2 separate regions of the Mus musculus genome follow, and region 2 is linked to region 1. A link is a contact called in public promoter capture Hi-C data. All regions are on one chromosome and are shown on one strand. Each heading gives the region's core, a stretch centred on a gene start, on an enhancer-like site or on the middle of the called end of the contact. The rest is flanking DNA. Distances are from core to core; before and after follow the strand shown.

What was found. Promoter capture Hi-C pulls out the DNA fragments that hold promoters and counts their contacts.
Region 2: a promoter capture Hi-C map of embryonic stem cells shows a contact between it and region 1, with 3 times the contacts expected there. The contact joins the promoter of Prpsap2 here to the promoter of Aldh3a1 in region 1. A contact is called at or near these places in 3 of 39 promoter capture datasets (cranial neural crest, embryonic stem cells and frontonasal cranial neural crest) and 2 of 9 other capture datasets (adipose tissue and embryonic stem cells).

What each region holds. Positions count from the first base shown.
Region 1 is chr11:61,203,945-61,210,407 of GRCm38.p6, reverse strand. Aldh3a1 (aldehyde dehydrogenase family 3, subfamily A1) reads right to left here and starts at 1,666. Exons shown (of 11, transcript NM_001112725.1): 1 at 1,627-1,666. Gm42080 (a long non-coding RNA gene) reads right to left here. Exons shown (of 3, transcript XR_879911.2): 3 at 6,319-6,463. It also overlaps the pseudogene Rps13-ps5.
Region 2 is chr11:61,758,877-61,764,893 of GRCm38.p6, reverse strand. Prpsap2 (phosphoribosyl pyrophosphate synthetase-associated protein 2) reads left to right here and starts at 2,806. Exons shown (of 12, transcript NM_144806.2): 1 at 2,806-2,940.

The DNA of each region.
Region 1 (6,463 bases), core at 417-2,916:
ACCATAGTCACGGGTACCAAACCCTCACCCTCCTTCCAGAGATGGTTGGTCCAGCACCATATGATATTTAACACTGCAATGTGGAGGAAGCTCTTGCAATTGCACACAAAAATACAAGTGCTCCCCAAGCCTCACCCCCATATAAATCTACATAAATATAGTGTTTGACGATGTCAGACATGAGTGCCTGATTTTGCATGCAGATTCTTTCCACCACCACCCTCACCTATTCATGTTGACCCTTAGACTTCCTACCCTGGGAAGAGGCATCCAGGGTTCAAATCTGGACATGCCACGCCCCTTTCCTTGTGATCCACCAGGAGACCGGACAGTGCCTTCACTGGGCCAGTTTGTCCTGCCAGCCGGTGGGCCAGGTCCTTCCTGATAGCCAGAGCTTCAAGCAGAGCCACACAGCCTCAGCCACTAAACACAAAGGTAGGGTCCTCGGAGGAGAAGGGCCTCGTGTGAATGCAGCTGGACAGGGCTGGGCTTGCCCCTCCATGTCGTCTCTCAAAACTAAGTGGGCTTTAAGGAACTAGGTCCCTGGGCCCCCTCTGTGAGGCAGTTAACCACGGTGCTGTCTGCGGAGTTACTGACCGTTGGGTGGAGCCACATTTGATGCTGCACCTGGCACCTGAATGGGACACAAGCCGGCTTTCCTCTCTCAGAACCAGCCAGCCTTAAAGGTTATACCCGCCTTCCAGACCCGTTCACACTCAGCGCCTTCTCCCCACTCCCTTCAGTTTCAGAAAACCGCCATAGTGGAGCTGGTGAGATGGTTCAGTGGGTGAAGTCCTTGCTTGGAAAGCATGAGAACCCAAGTTTGGGTGCCAAGATGCCAAATAAAGCTAGATGTGGGTGCACATTTCTGAAATCTCACAACTCCTGCTATAAGATGGGGGCCAGAGACAGGAGACTCCCTGGAACCTCACAGGCCAACTGTCTTGGTGTACCTGGATAGCAGTCAATAATAAAGAATAGACCCTGCCTTGAACAAAGTAGAAGGCAGGGACTGACAACCAAGGCTGTCTACTGACCTGCACACATGTCATGGCACATATACCTGTATGGTGCACGCACACACACACAGAAACACACACACACAGACACACACATGAGGGAAGGTGGAGAAAGAGGAGCAGAAAAGAGAGAGATTGATTTTTAAATGCACCCTAATAGTGGTCACGAAAAAAGGTCAGTTATGCGTCTGTTCCACGGGTGAGAAGAGTAGGACTGATGGCATTAAGCATGCTGCCTTTGCCCTCACAGGTGACAAGCACTGAAATCAGGCTGCTCCCAAGTTGCACACACTCAGCTACTCAGCCCTGCCGCCTTTCTAGGGGCTGAGAGGCTTGGCAGGGCACAGGTCTCTCACCCAAAGGACACCTCTGTTCCTGTGTCTTTGAGGGTCTCTGGGACTCTCTTGGTCCAATGTCGGAAGGTGACAGACCTCTGGTGCTTGGCATTCAGTGCACCCAGTCAGGAAATGCTGACCTGTCAGAGTCTGGACTAGTTGCCCTCAGAGTGGACGCAAGTCTCAGCCTTTCAAAGTCCTCGCTCCAAGCAGGCTATATGTACTTGTCTGCTCCCATCTAGAGACGAAGTAAGAGAGATGGGGTAGGTTACCTTCTACACAGTCCTCTCCAGCAGCTGGAACTCCTGGAATAAGCAAGAGCCAAGAGAGAACACATTTAAGGACCCTTCTCCCCGCCCACTTGGACCTCAGAGTCCTTCCCCAGGAAGTTCGCGTGACGAAGATAAAACAATATTCAAATGTGGGTGCAGCATAATCCAGACCTCTGCTTCACACGGGTTTTGAAGATTGTGTCTTGGGCTGTCTGTTTTGTTCTGTTCTGAAATGCAAGATGGGCCTGTGAAAGTTTGTGTGGGCTCTTAGCCAGCCCTCAAAAGAAGCCTGTGTTTGCCCTGGGCGTGGGGGCCACTGAGTAATCCAGCCTGGCATGGAGTTCATGCTTTTCCTGCTTTTGCCAGATGCTGGTCCCTGCGTCCCCTGTTATGTAAGGTCTACAGCGTGTAAGCCGCAGTCACGCAGTTGTGGGCACAGCACCCAAGAAAGGCAGAAAAATCACATCCCACTCTGTCACCGCCGTATGCACAAGGGTCCCACTGAGGCACAGACACAACCTACTGGTTGGAGATGTCTAAAGGCATCCCCAGTAGTAAGTGGATCTGTTCCCTCAAAGATTAGTGGAAAACATGGCCAGGCCCCACCAGAACTGCCAGGAATTTCCTCTCTGTATCACCCAGGGAGGACAGAACCTGGAAGTCCCTTTCTGTATGTTTAGCCAGTGTTCTCTGAGCCCCTGGCCTGTGCCACACTGTGGTGTATAGGGTGACATGAGTCACCACCATCGGCACAGCCCACAACTGCTCTGTCACGGGGCTCCTCGACCTCTTTCTACCAGGCCCCTTTGCCCTCTCACCCACCCACTGTTTTTGCATTTCAGTTCTCTGAAAGGACAAGTTCCCACCAAGCCTGTGTTCTTGCTCTCCCCGAAATCTGCACACGCCATGGCTCTGCTCCAACATCATATCACATAGCAACACTTTGTCCTGTCAGTCTTTTCCTCCAGAGCAGCTATGCCCTCTGGCACCCTGTGTCTACAGTTATCGGTAATAAGATTATAATGGAGTTGGAAATTTCTCTTGTCCGTTGGTTTTGTGCCATAGCAGCGGCTGCAGCAAGGCACAACACACACATTCCAGTAACCAACACCTGGGGCTAACTACTGACTTAGTGCCTTTTGCATTTGCTCTTTACCTTATCATAAAGGGTCCCCCTCTGATCATCACAAGGAAAGGAGAGGAGAAAGGAAAACAGCGTGCCACATGAGGCCAGCAGCTGCCCATGCATACCGTGGTTACCACATAATTTCCTCTTCTTGACCTAATTTTGTGCTACTTTGTTCATGGTGGCCCTGGAGCAGTGGCTGAGCTGTGTAGTAAGTCTACACCAGCCCTGTCTGTTTAAGTGTGTTTTATGATATCCGCACAGAGGCAAAATTGCCTGCTGAAAACATACCCTTGTAGTTAATTAACACAGCAGTTTTGTGCTGGCTGCTACTTGCCTCTCTTTCTGGCCCTCCCTCACCAAACAGAACTGGATCTGCTATGGGCTGGAAATCTGAGAAGTGAACACTTAGTAAACATTTGCTAAATGGTGAAATAAAGAAAACACAAATTTCAAAACACCGTGAAAAGTAGTAATGATGGGGGTGTGCATTAGTGATGGGGGTGTGCATTAGTGATTGGTGGAGGTCTGCATTAGTGATGGGGTGTGCATTAGTGATGGGCGTGTGTATTTGTGATGATGAGGGTGTGCATAGGGACACCCCAAGGCAGAGACAGGTCTTCAGACAAGGAACAGCCGGTTAAGGAAAGATACAGGAAGCAGAAGAGTGTGACTGCTAATGGTTGTCACCCATACAATTGATGTGTCTGTGGCCTGCAGGAGGTAAGGAGTCCCATGGACTGGGTTAGGCCATGGCCTGGGGAGCAGCAAGCAGCTGGTCAGATGGACACATCTAGTAATTGTTTGGTTTTGCTTCTGTCGTGATCAATGACAATGGTATCTTGCTACTGCTTAATGTAGGTCAAGTAGCCTCGGAACCATTTAAATTGTTGAAGAACAAAGTCTCCAGGGTTGTTTCCTCTTCTTTTTTCGGTTAAAAAAAAATGCCTTAGGGATGAATGTGGTGAACAGTAGAGTGCTTGCCCAGTACGGAGCATTATAGAAAAGGAATGTTCCAGTTCTGGAATAGCTTGACTGTAACAGAAACTTGCAGATGCCTGCTGTCCAATGTTAATGTTTGTTTTGCAAGCCCCGATAATCCATTCACAATACCTGCTTCCAGTTTTCCCTGCCCTGGCTGCTAGGCCACCACCAGTCTGCTCATCCTGGCCACTTACACTCCCATGATACCTCCTTAAACACATTAGATGGATTTTTGTTGGTGAAAGGCTGTCTCTCTTCCCACTTGACATTTATTACTGCCCTTTGTTGCTTCATGGGAGAAAATGCAATCTTTGAGTCCCTGAAGGTTTGACCTTGGCAACAGCAATCCCTGGGCCACAGCCCTTGACCTGACTTAAGATGTTTTTGGCTTATGTTGGTTTGTTAGCCTTCTGTCCATGAAGGACCATCTGCATATGTTAGCATCAGCCATGAGTTAGAAAAGTCCCTGACTCTTTGCTGCCAGACCTCCGCCATCATGGGTCACATGCACGCTCCCGGGAAGGGCCTGTCCCAGTCAGCGCTGCCCTACCGCCATAGCGTCCCCACGTGGCTGAAGTTGACGTCTGATGATGTGAAGGAACAGATTTACAAATTGGCCAAGAAAGGCCTGACTCCCTCCCAGATAGGTGTAATCCTGAGGGACTCACACGGGGTGGCCCAGGTCCGTTTTGTGACTGGAAATAAAATCTTGAGAATCCTCAAGTCCAAAGGCCTTGCCCCTGACCTCCCCGAGGATCTCTACCATTTGATTAAGAAAGCTGTTGCTGTCCGAAAGCACCTTGAGAGGAACAGAAAGGATAAGGATGCTAAATTCTGCCTGATTCCGATAGAGACCAGAATTCACCGATTGGCTTGATACTTTAAGACTAAGCGGGTGCTCCCACCCAATTGGAAATATGAGTCATCCACAGCATCTGCTCTAGTGGCATAAATGCTGTTGTGTGCACAAGCAATAAAATCACTTTGAGTAAAAAAAAAAAAAAAAGAAAAGAAAAGTCCCTGAAATCAGAATAAGCAAGCAAGACCCATGGTGAGAACCTCACACACCCCACAGACACTTGAAGCTTCAAGTCAGACAGGAAAAAACTTCTCCAGTGGAATCAGAGAGGCAGAGAGTGTATATGAACACTGAGACCACTCCTAACTCTAGCCACCCACCTACAGTAGGATAAGCACAGGCCTGGCAGGCACACAGGTAAGTGGAAACTCAGCTACTGCTTGTTTGAGGGTCGACCGCAAGGACAGCAGGAACTGCCAGCCCAGGCAAGTCACTGCAGAAGCCAGAGTTGGCAGGGCCCCATGCCACCTTGGCATGGCTGCTCTCCCAGCTTACTAGGTACAGGAGCCATGATTATCAAGATTGGTGGGATGCAGCGGCTCCGAGGCTGGGCCTGCTATTATGGTTTGAGTGTGAAATGTCCCCAACAGGCTTGTGCGTTTGAATATTTGGTCTCCATCATGATGTTTGGGGAAATGGAGGAAGTTTTAGGCCTTGGGATCTATCTGGTAGATGAAAGCCACAAGGGATGAATCTTTGAAGGTTGTATCCACTTCCAGTCCTGCCTAGCTCTCTTCTTCCAGGTCTAGCTGCAGTGTGACTGTGCCACCTTCCCGAACAACAGACTATGTCACTTCTGCCACCATGCCCTCTCCTCAAGGATGAGGCAAAATTCCTCTGTAACTGTGACTCAAAATGCATCCCTTTTCCTTCAGATTTCTTATAAATGTTGGCACAGCAACACAACTCTAGCCACACAAACATACCCTGGCTGTCCCTCCACAGGCAAACAAGGTGAGAGGCTCTAGTGCCAAGGACTCAGCAGGCATCCTTGTCAGAATGGAAAAGGCACTGGGGAAAGTGCTGATGTGAAGGTGGACAGATGGGAGTCCCTTGCATAATTCTTGGAGAATGTAAAGTGGTACAGCCAGCCCCTTTGGGAAACAGTGTGGCTGTTCCTCTGAGTGCAGCATAGATGGCTATCATATGACCCACCCGGCCCATGACTGAGTATGCACACAAAAGAAAACAGAACATGTGTCTACAGATAGCCTACATGGGAGAGTTCACAGCACGGTTACTCCTGAAGCTCAAAGTGGGTGCCACCCAAATGCCCAAGAGTCATGGGTGGACAAACAGCATGGGGCACACCCCTGCAGTGAACCCAGCCTCAAAAAGGAATGAAGAATGGACACAGGACCCAGCAAAAATGAACCTTAAAATATAGCATCAAGTGAAAGGGAGCCAGATGCACAAATATGCATGCCTAGTAGTTCCCTTACAGGAAATGCTCAGAGAAAGCAAATTCTCACAGACACAAAAGACACAAAAAGTGGTTGACAGAGCCTGGAGAGGCAGAGAAGCTAACGAGCATGTGTCTAAATGTATTTCATGGTGCAATCATTTTCTTAAAACACCAGAAAGAACAGTAGGATGGGTAGATTGTGGTATTATTATAAGAACTGAAAAAATTAATTACCTACTATAAACAAGTGAATTATGTTGTGTCTTAGTCAGTGTTCTCTTGCTGTGAAGAAACATCATGACCACAGCAACTCTTTAAAATAAAATTATTTATTATAAGTAAGTACACTGTAGCTGTCTTCAGACACCCCAGAAGAAGGCATCAGATCTCATTACAGATGGTTGTAAGCCACCATGTGGTTGCTGGGATTTGAACTCAGGACCTTCAGAAGAGCAGTCGGTGC
Region 2 (6,017 bases), core at 1,557-4,056, 550 kb before region 1:
ACAACATTTCCTTCATGAGTCTGCCTCAGCCTTTCACATCCGTGTCCACTTTAATGAGACGTTTCTTCACGTTTGCCCCAGCAAACACCATCCAACCGACTTTCCGAAGAACCCTTACATTTCCACTCCACACATGTAAGGACAATTGAGACAAAAGAGGGGATGAAGTGGGAAAAGAGCATGGCAGAGTGTATAGGGTCTGGAGGGAGGAGAGGGAAGAGGAGGATGTAAACTACATTAGGATCTTAATAGTTAAAATTATTTAAAATTAATGTCTAATTAAGGAATACATTTGAGTACAACTTTTAAAAAGTGTTGTGGAAGAGACATGTCTCAGGAAAACTGTGAGGCAAAGCAAGAATATCAAACTCACTTGTGAAGTTATCACCTTTACCTAATTTAGAATTCAGAGTTTCAAATGCTTATGTTCTTTGCCTATAAAATAACGTTAGTCAGTAGAGACCTGATGGCTACTCTATTCCTCTGCTTTGTGTACATGTACACACACACACACACACACACACACACAAGCTTTCGTCTTAAGAAGAATAAGAGGTAGTTTATTTTGGAGCCATTTTGAGTGACCTTGGCTCAGGAACACAGATTTGGGTTTCTCTAAATTCTGTGTTCTAATGTAGAAGTGAGTTCATGAATTTTTTAAAAATAGTTTTACAGAACAAAGAAAGTTATCAAATGAAGTTTAAAGTGCTCTGTTGGGCCGGGCAGTGGTGGCACACTCCTTTAATCCCAGCACTCGGGAGGCGTGGCAGAGGCAGGCGGATTTCTGAGTTCAAGGCCAGCCTGGTCTACAAAGTGAGTTTCAGGACAGCCAGGGCTATACAGAGAAACCCTGTCTCAAAAACCAAAAATAAATAAATAAATAAAGCATTGTTGGGTGAGTCAGAGAGATGGGTACACTAGAAAGGTAGGAACACTAAGAGAAGTGGATGTATCAGAGAGGCGGGCCCAGCGAGATGGGGGAGGCTTCTCGTAGCTAACCACTCTTCCCACCAATCCAAAAGCTAAGATTGCCATCAAGTAAGTTAATAGATTCAAAAGGCTTATTTCTATTAGTCACAAGATGTTGGCTCCGACACAGAGGTGGACAAGAAATGGCTGTTCAAGCCAGGCGGTGGTGGCGCACGCCTTTAATCCCAGCACTTAGGAGGCAGAGGCAGGCGAATTTCTGAGTTCGAGGCCAGCCTGGTCTACAGAGTGAGTTTCAGGACAGTCAGGGCTATACAGAGAAACCCTGTCTTGAAAAACCAAAAAAAAAAAAAAAAAAAAAAGAAATGGCTGTTCCAGAGGGCCAAAATTAATCCAAGAAAAGGTAAACTAGCCTCTGAACCTGCAACATCCCAATCTCCCCCACAGTACTGAAATTGTCATCAGTCAGCCAGACACAGCTTCTTTTCAGTTTTCGTGCATACTTCCCATGAATTCTAGCTACCCACAAGCCCTCCTATGAATTCTAACCATCCTCAGCCTTCTGATAATTAATTCTAGCCACCTGTGCATCCTCCCATAAATGTCTGCTTGTCTCACTTGTGAACTGGAAGTGCAGTGGATGAGAGCCTTTAAGTATACACATGGAGCAAGGCACTGCAGGTGGTGCCTATCTATTGCTTTGTCACTGGCATCTGAGTACCCACAGCAATTAAATAGAGATAAGTCTTACCCCATTTCTGAAAGTTACTGTTAATATATATTAATATAAAATATAGATAATAATAAATAATGCCTTGATACCTGGCATGCACTATATGTTTGTTATGTTATAAATAGGGATCACTGGGGGCTGGTGAGATGGCTCAGTGGGTAAGAGCACCCGACTGCTCTTCCAAAGGTCCAGAGTTCAAATCCCAGCAACCACATGGTGGCTCATAACCATCTGTAATGAGATCTGACTCCCTCTTCTGGAGTGTCTGAAGACAGCTACAGTGTATTTACTGTATAATAAATAAATAAATATTTAAAAAAAAAAGAAAGAGAGGAAGGGCCAAGTAGCCCCTTAAAAAATAGGGATCACCATATTTCAAGGTATAAAGAATTCAGCAATGATATATCAACAGCAACCAATTTGCTAGGAATGATGGCCACCCTTTTAATCCTAACACTCAGGAGGCAGAGACAGATGGATCTCTGTGAGTTCCAGGTCACCCAGAGCTACAATTTTTTAAAAAACTAACTTTTAGAATGTTTAATTATTTGTATATGTTTATGTTTATATGAGTGCAGGTGGCTGAGGAGGCCAGAGACATCAGGGAGACTTGGAGCTAGAATTACAGGCAGTTGTGAACTGCCTGACATTGGTTCTGGGAACCAAACTCAGCTTCTCTGGAAAAGCAGTATATACTCTTAACCACTGAAAAGAAGGAAGGGACAACAAAGCGAATAATTATGAATGATAACTGCTCATCGACTGTATGCTAAGAACCATGCCAAGAGGTTCGCAGATTTCTCACTCACTCCTCCCAACCCCAGGAGATGGGGGTACTGCTGTCATCTCTTTTTCAGAAGAACTCAGGTCAAAGAGGTGACTTGCTCAGTCTTGCAGGACAGTAAAGACTTGAACCCAGTCAGAACCTATGAATTTTAACCACACTTCCAACCACGCCCACTCTAATTCTCCCCCACTTTCCTCGAGTCTGACCACGCCCACACAACATCCTCCCGCCCACTCTGGCGGCCACGCCCACAGCATCAAATGCATTGCCTTCTACCCCACTTTCTGCCCCGCCCCTCTTCCTCCAGACCACGCCCCTCGACGGCCTCGCCCACTCTAGTCAGTTGCCCTCAGGCCCCGCCCCTGGCCTCGCAGTCTCGAAAGACTTTCTCGCGCTTAGAGTCGCCATTTTGCTGTAAGACGCCGTGCGGAGCTCTGTGCTCTCTTCCTTCGGCAGCCGAGGCTGCGGCGGGCCGGGCTGGGGTCGGGACCAGGTAGGCGGGCGGGAGCCTCGGCGGGCGGACGGCGGGCCCCGCGAGCTCGCGCGGTGCCGGGCGGGAGCCATGGCCCTTGTTGCTCCGGGGCGAGCCCGGGGCCCCGTGTTCGGCTCCACCAGCCTTAGTGGATGATTGGGCTCCAATCAGACGTAGGAGGAGCGGCATAAGATACTCTGCAGAAAAATCTCTTCCTCAATCTGTTACATTATTGATAAGGATTTATTTTTCTTATATCGATATTGGCAGAGTTTGGGTGTTTAGCTTTTGTGAGGGATACGAAAATACTGAACCGAGCTTTGAGGCCTGAGGAAGTGTGAGTTCTAATGTTTTATGTTTTTTTTTTTTCTTTTTTTTTTTTTTTCTTGCGGTTCTGGAGTCGAATGCAAGGTGAAGCAATGCAAGCGGCCTGCCATTGACCCATCTCATGCCCTAGTGCTTAACAATTTAAATGCACAAATAAAAATAAAATAGGTGCGTGCCCCTAAGCCCCACTATAGGAAACCTTTCTTGTCTTTTAACTGCTGTAGTTTGTATCATTATTATCCAATTTTTGCAGAGATATGCACATTATATTCATTAGCTACTCTGTGGTTTAACATAGAACCAGTGTTTCTGTTCTTAAATAATCTTGCAGTTTGTGGGGCTTGATGGCACACCCCTTAATCTCAGAGACTGGTGAAAGGATCTTGAGGGCTCATGGTCCACAGAGCGAGTTCCTGGCAAACAGGGCTACAAAGTTGTTGGGGGTTTTTTGTTTGTTTGTTTGTTTGTTTGTTTTGTTTTGTTTTTAAATTGTACTTTCTATCATTGACAATATAGCTCTATACTTGGGATAAGCTCCAAGAATTGACAACACCAAAACATAGTTCTGTGCTCTTTCTTTGGCATTTAGTATGTATCTTTTTTTCTGATAAGGTATGTTTGCAATAGACATTTCAAAATCTGGGTATTTGATTCTATTGCCTGTAGTTCATCAGGTTGCCAAGTCATGCTCTGTATGACTGAGAGTCGCAACCTATTGTTGTATGCAGGGAACTGTATTGCATATCAGACTGCTACCCCACTCTGTCCTTCAGGGGCCACTGTTATGAGGAAGAGGTTACCTCGTATGACTTCGTTAAAGTCTGGGAAGTAATGTCAAACCTGTTTTCCTATTAAAACTGCTTCCCCAGGTGTGGGGGCTGGAGAACTGGCTGGTTAAGAATACTAGTTGTTCAAGACTGAGTCAGTTCCAGCACCCACCCACGTGACAGCCTACAACCACCTCTAATGCTAGACCCACCCAATCTGACACCCTCTGCTGGTCTCCAAGAGTACCAGGCACACGCGGTGTGCAGAGAAAACACCCATACACATTAAATGAATAAAAGTTACTTCTCCAAATTTAAAATAGTTTTAGATTTATTTCCTGCTTCTCCCAAGTTGTCACAAAAACAAAACAAAAAATCAAAACTCTCAGAACAGCATTAGCCATAAGAAAGCAAAATGCCAGTAACCACAGAATATGGAAGAGTAATGTGGTTTTATCTCTGCCCTGCAGTTTCTCAATTATTTTACTTTATTTTATTTTGGAGACGGAGGTTTCTCTGTGTAACAGCCCTGGCTATCTTGGAACTCTTTGTAGACCAGGCTGGCCTCAAATTCAGAGATTTGCCTACCTCTGCCTCCCAACCTCTGGGATTAAAGGTGTATGCCACCATGGCCAGGCCTCAACTTTTATTTTCTCCTTTTTATCTATTTATTCTTAATTAATTAACTAATTATTTGTATATTTATTGGTTTCTCAAGACAGGGTTTCTCTACGTAAACCTGGCTGTCCTGGAATTTGCTCTGTAGAACTGGCTGGCCTCCAACTTAGAAATCTACCTGCCTCTGCCTCCCAAGTGGTAGGATTAAAGGTGCCGACACCACCTGCCTGTGCTTTTTATTGTGTTGGTGATTAAACCCAGGCCTGCAGCACAAAGCACCTAATTTTCCACTAAAGTACACTTCTAATCCATTTCTGCAAGTCCGGCTTTTTTTCCCATGCTGGGGTTGGAACCCAGGCCCTGTGCATGATGGGCAAATGCTCTACCTACCATTGAAGCAGATTTTCCAGGAGTGAGTTAATGAAAGTAACTCCTGGATCCTCTTTGCTAAGGAATGATTTTCTTTTTTTCTTTTCTTTTTTTTTTTTTTTTTAAGATTTATTATTATATATAAGTACACTGTAGCTGTCTTCAGACACACCAGAAGAGGGAGTCAGATCTCATTACGGATGGTTGTGAGCCACCATGTGGTTGCTGGGATTTGAACTCAGGACCTTCAGAAGAGCAGTCAGTGCTCTTAACCGCTGAGCCATCTCTCCAGCCCCAACAAATGATTTTCAATTCTGTTTTCGAACTGTTGTGCCTGAAGTGAGGCTATGTTCAGCACACACTGGTTGAGCCTCTGCTGCCTGGACCTTCCATTTTGGTGGAGAAGCTTTTCCAAGCCTCTATCTTCATTGTCTGGGAGGTATGCAGGTCTAGGCTGTGGCTCAGGCCTGCTGTGGTGTAAGCCCACAGCTGTCTTCCTTTAGCCATCTTAGAAGGATTGGTTAGACAGTGGCTGCTTTAGGGAGGAAACAGCACAAATGGTGCGGCTTCATCATCTCTAGTATGAATGTTGAAATACAGTGGTGGTAAATCCATCTAAAACAAGTGATCTTCAGTGTGAGGACCTCTTCACTCATGAAGTCTGACAGGTTGTCTCATTCAGAGAGATGAATATGATTTGTTCTTTCAGTCTTGAAAGTCTCTGGAAAAGATTTGTTTTTATCCCTGCATAAATTTCATATTCTCGAGTAAGTTTAGGGTAACACAAAAGCAATTACAACACATGATGGGAGAGTGGAAACAGTCTCTGTACTCTCCATGTCACAGGGAAACTTTGTGCTAATGAACACTGCCGACTAGTGATTCTTAGCCTGATAAATAGCACATTGAAGTAGGAGGCTGGTCTTGGTAGCACATGCATGCCTTTAATCTCAGTATTTGGGAGGCAGGTGGATATCTTTGAATCTGAAGCCAGCCTTGACTCCATAATGAGTTCCA